Regions from separate parts of the Hordeum vulgare genome. Here region 2 is linked to region 1. The links are chromatin contacts, called in public Hi-C maps. All regions are on one chromosome and are shown on one strand. The core of a region is the stretch at or near the end of the contact, and the rest is flanking DNA. Distances in the headings are between cores, read along the strand shown. Region 1 holds the start of LOC123441884 (endo-1,3;1,4-beta-D-glucanase-like). Region 2 holds the start of LOC123441905 (PTI1-like tyrosine-protein kinase 2).

Region 1 (2,700 bases), core at 161-2,660:
TCTTCAAATGCTTTTCCCTGTATAAAGGAACAATTAGTTCGTTTATATTAGAAAGATTAATAACCATAATGCCACATCACCTTCAGCAAGAAGTAACTTCAGAAATTGACACAACTCCATTTAAAAAAAAAAAGCGTGTCTTCACCCTCAGGCGACACAGGGGCCTACATATATTCTTACAATGTCATATCAAGCTGCCATATACGTGCTGTTAGGTTAGGACCTATTGGTTTTGTCATCACATCCCACCCTTGGTCACTTTAGTTAACACTGTCTGAATCAAAGTACCAAGGCCAGCAATTGCATGTGATCCAAACTGGAAAGCTTTTGGAACATATACCTTAACATAAATTAAAGCAAGGTGACCCGAACATTTACAAGAAAATAAAAGGAACAAGGTTTGAGGGAATCAGGAGACAACAAACCGGGGCATGCTCCTTTAACCACACTTGTATTGGTCTGTCGGCGTTTTCAGGTACATATGGATCCCCATGTAAGAAATCTGGCACCACAACTAAATATCCAGACGAAGCGACTTTATCGGCTATCTTCCTTCATGAGGAAAGGACTACATCAGAACTCCTTCATAGCTGACACTTGTTGGTTGCGACAAAGCAAAGTAGAGGGCGAAGGCCATCATTCATAAAACAAGAATTCGACTAACTATTCAAGATTTAACAGACAGGTTAAAATCCCACCATGAATTATTATTAGAAGAAGGCTTCAGAGAGTCAGGGGACTAAATTGCCAATTTCTGAACAATATGCACAACTTGACAGAAGAAAAAACGGCATGGGAAAGGCAATACGGTCACAACTCACTACTACCGCATGACGAACAGGACAGCACTCTGCGGACTCTACAGGCATGTCGCTGCTAAACCAAAAGATGCAGGTGCAAAACAGAGCTCGTGATGTGTCAGAGAGCAAAAAAAAACGTATACCTCAGATTCGGCGCTTCAAACCCTGCAGGGGGGAGACATGAAGCACTGTTAACTACTCCCCAGCAGAGGAGAATCCGGGTTATGAAAAGATAAGAGTTCTGGTCGATGGGGGGATTACCGAAGACGTCGGAGATGAGGACGACGGCGGCCTTGGACTCTCGGGCGCCGGAGACGTACGCCGTGATCCCGCCGAAGCTGTCCACGACCTTGCCCTCGCCGCCGGCGGGGTTGAGCGTCGGCGGGTCCGCGCAGCACTGCGGGGTAGCCATCCTGCCGAGTGCCGAGGCCGCTGGTTCCTGGGGACTGGGGCTGGGAGGGATACGAGACCAGCCGACTGAGCTGAGGAGGAGGAGGAGGACCAGGCGACGGCAGCGCAGCGACCCGAGGACAGCGGAACGCTTTGACGGCGAGTCGTTCCGAATCTGCTCGTGCAGTGGAGACTTTTTTGTTTACTTGGCGGTATCGAGGCCGCGCACCAGGGCAGGCAGGGTGACCTCACTGCTGACCCAACACTGATTTCGTTTGTTGCTTTGCTTTCTGTCCTGTGGCGGTAGCGACCGGCCAGGCCTGCCTGCCGCCGGCGCCAGTCGTGGAGAAATGGGACACGCTGTGAATTAAGAGCATCTCCACGCAGTTGGCCCGGGTGCCTTTTTGACGTTGCCTCAGCGCTTTTTTCGTGACATCAACTTTTTAAATTCGTCTTTCTCGCTGTTAAAAGAGACGTCACGAGTTCGACGATCATCATGCCACAAGTCGACGATCAGTATGTCATAGTTCCTCGACGATCATCATGCCACAAGTCGGGGATCAGCATACTCTAATAGTTCGGCGATCGGAATGAAGGGATAATAAGGGTGAAACGAATCAAACGGCCGGCTCGGCATGGCGCGACTCCTCTGCCGTGGGACTGGTTTGGGTCGTCGTCGACGTAGTCCGGCTCGTCGTCGACGTGGTTACTGCATTCGGACTGGGCGTCGTCGTTGGTGATGTGGTCGTGGTCGCCGCCGGCACGGGCATCTAGCTTAAGATGAAGTCGCGCTCCACGAGGTACCACACCTTCACGTGCCCTTCCATCGTCGACGTGTCTGCCCCCATCAAGTACGCCAGGTCAGTGTTCCTTTTCTTCGCGACAACGTTGATCATCAACGTCGGCCACCAAATGTCGGATTTCTCCTCCCTCCTGGCAGCACTGCTCTTGACGTCGGCGATGCATTGCTCTATCGAAGCTTGCAACCGTTCGGCAGCGGGCGTTGATAACCCACAAATATAGGGGATCGCAACAGTTTTTGAGGGTAGAGTATTCAACCCAAATTTATTGATTCGACTCAAGGGGAGCCAAAGAATATTCTCGAGTATTAGTAGTTGAGTTGTCAATTCAATCACACCTGAAAGACTTAATATTTGCAGCAAAATATTTAGTAGCAAAGTAGTATGGAAGTAATGGTAACGGTGGAAAACGTGAGAGTACCAGTTTCGTAGTGATTGTAACAATAGCAACGGAAAAGTAACTTAGCAAAGACCAATATGTGGAAAGCTCGTAGGCAATGGATCAGTCATGGATAATTATATCGGATGGCATTCATCATGCAACAGTCATAACATAGGATGATACAGAACTAGCTCCAATTCATCAATGTAATGTAGGCAAGTATTCCATATTTAGTCATATGTGCTTATGAAAAAGAACTTGCATGACATCTTTTGTCCTACCCTCCCGTGGCAGCGGGGTCCTAATGGAAACTAAGGGATATTAAGGC
Region 2 (2,700 bases), core at 155-2,654, 360 kb after region 1:
ATGACCCAACCAGGCGTACTTGGATGCCTTCCAAGGTTACGTACGCGTGCCACAACCTCCCCCGATCCACCCGTGCACGCACGATCCATCCCAGTCCCAGCCGCTCATCGACAACGAACAGCAGCAACAACCACGTACTCCAATCCAACGAACCACCCCCTCCCTGCTCCTGCTGCTGCTCCTGCTGCTGGTGATGGATCAGTCGCGTTGCGTGTAGAAACTAAACTTAAGGTTGGTACGCGAAACAAAGGCGGCGTGCGCACATGGACATGGACATGGACATGGACATGGGCATGAGACGTGAGCCGATAGATGTGGGATACGCATGTGCGGGTTGAAGAGATTACCTGGACGCGGAACTCGCGCTCGCCCTGGCGGCGGGGGTCGAGCTGCAGGCGCTTGACGGCGGCCGGTGTGCCGTCGCCGAGGCGGCCGCGGAAGACGACGCCGTACGCGCCCCGACCCAGCACGTTGCCCTCGCCGAACCCGTCCGTGGCGCGCTCCAGCTCCCTGTACGTGAACACCTGCGCCCCCCTGCTCCGCGGCTGCACCACCGCCAGCCCCAGCGGCCCCAGCCGCCCGCCGTATATGCACCCTGCGCCGTGCCACACCACCCAAACCAGTTATCAGCACCACAGTGGAGTAGTGCTGCATTGGTCAAGCGAGCGAGCGAGCGAGCGCGCACGCTTACCTGTGGCGGCGTAGCACCTGCCATTTTGGTAGCCGCGGACGCTGCTGCCGCAGCTGGACGCCGGCGCGCCCGGCTTGTCGCCGTCCACGCTGTCCCCGGCGGCCACCAGCCTGAGCTTCGCCCGGCGGGTCAGCACCAGGATGACCGCCACGGCCACGAGCAGCACGAGCCCTATGGCCAGCGCCGAGAGCGGCAGTATGGCGAAGAGAGGGTTGGAGCGGCCGTCGTCACCGCCGCGCCGCAGAGGCGCCGGCCAGGGCGACAGGGGCCAAGGCGCGAGGAGCGCGTCGGCGGCGACGTCGGCGGCGGCGAGCGGAGACGGGGCCGGCGGCGAGGGGCTGAACGCTGACACGCCTGCCATCCCGGCCCGAGGATGGCTGGCCGGGTGAGCACCGAGTAGCAGAGCACTCGGCAGCTGCAGCAAGTGGTGGAGCGGTGTACAGGGAGATAAAGGGTGTGTAGCGTACCCGCGGAGGGAGATATTATAGGAGACGAGGGGCGCGCGAGAAGAGCGTAGGGTGGGGTGTCCTCTGAATCTACTACTACCTGAACTGAATGTTGCCCAGCAGTACTTTTGCTTTGCATTCCCTGCGCAGCCTGCAACAGCCCGGTAGCTCGCCGGGCCAAACGCCGGTGCGGCCGATGTGGACGGGGGGCGGTAGATGCGTGCGGGCGGGCAAGGCGCCGAAAAGGAAGAGGACCGGGCACGGCGCACATCACATGCGGCCACCGTTAAATTCCCGGCTCGTGAGCGTCGTTTGGTTGCGTCTCGCGTTGCGCGCGCGCGCGCACGCACGGGAAGCAGCCCTGCGGGCGAAGGTGGCAAAGGGCGCTGGCTGGTCCCGGCGGCCGCGCTTATTAACTCTGCCGTAATACGGACGTCTGACGTCTAGAAGTTGCCTCTTCTGATGGTCAGGTCAGGGGGCCGTATCGTATTCGTAGCAGTACCGCCAGGGTATGTGCATCGCACACGTGAGCTGGCCTGGTCTCGTCGCATCATCGTAGGTTTAACGTCTCTCGCGAGGTAGATTGGGTTTTACCGCCCCGAGGTTCGGTTCGGGAAGCAGACAAGGTTGATGACAGAGATGAGCCGCGCATATCCGTAGCGATTTCGCTGCGTAGATCCATCCACCGAACCCTCCGTCTCGGACGTGGTGTACGCTTTCCATGCATGCGCCAACAAATGCCGCGCCTGCTTCCAACAAATAACTCACGCGACTGCCTTCGTCACGTACTAATGAGCAATGCTACGTCTATGTAAACGTTTACATACGTTTATGTGATAGCCTGACTTGGCAATAATTAATTAAATTAAGAGAAGGATGAGGCTCATCCATCCCTAAAAATCAGGAAAGGCATGTTTAGATTAGTTAAAAGGTTTAGTAAACTTTGTAGGCTTTAGTAGGTCTAACATTTTCACGTACTAATGTTCTTTTTTTGGACTACTGTTACTGGCATTATTATTATATCACTTTACCCATCCCGTGCCAGTACATGTCCTTCTAACGTAGTGTTAGGAACCAATGAAAGCGCGAGAGACGGAATTGGCACTTCCGCTTCTTTCCCGAACTCTAGCTGCGCATAACCAGTTCGGGAAAGATCAACGATATAACATTGTGCGCTTCTTTCCCGTGATTCCTAAACCCTGTTTCTTCCCCGCAAGCATAAAAAAATTGAAAGAAAATATTTATACGAATCTTCGTGTAATATCAATGATATAAAATTTAGACGTGCAAAGTAACGTATCTTTTCATCATTAGTAAACAAAGCAGCAATATAATTCAGTTTCATGAGGTGTTCGATAATTTTTTTATTTTCATAACCATGAAAAGGATCCGACTCTACTATACGAGTCAATTCAGGTTCCATAAAGAATTCATAGTCCTTATCAGTGACAAATATAGGAGAAGTGGTAAATTTACGATCATGTTTCATTTTTTTATTATAGATTTTTCTTTTAGTTTGCATAGTAGTTTCTTCAAATCATTCCTATCTTCACAAGAAATAAA

What was found. A called contact is a pair of places that touch in the nucleus more often than the background predicts.
Region 2: a Hi-C map of seedling shows a contact between it and region 1, with 3 times the contacts expected there. The contact joins the promoter of LOC123441905 here to the promoter of LOC123441884 in region 1. A contact is called at or near these places in 1 of 6 Hi-C or Micro-C datasets (seedling) and 1 of 1 datasets of contacts at active chromatin or transcription factors (embryo).

The regions. Positions count from the first base shown.
Region 1 is chr1H:419,474,236-419,476,935 of MorexV3_pseudomolecules_assembly, forward strand. It overlaps LOC123441884 (endo-1,3;1,4-beta-D-glucanase-like), which reads right to left and starts at 1,411. Exons shown (of 7, transcript XM_045118071.1): 1 at 1,062-1,411; 2 at 944-965; 3 at 426-552; 4 at 1-17. The coding sequence starts at 1,212.
Region 2 is chr1H:419,831,091-419,833,790 of MorexV3_pseudomolecules_assembly, forward strand. It overlaps LOC123441905 (PTI1-like tyrosine-protein kinase 2), which reads right to left and starts at 1,405. Exons shown (of 6, transcript XM_045118083.1): 1 at 692-1,405; 2 at 348-595. The coding sequence starts at 1,052.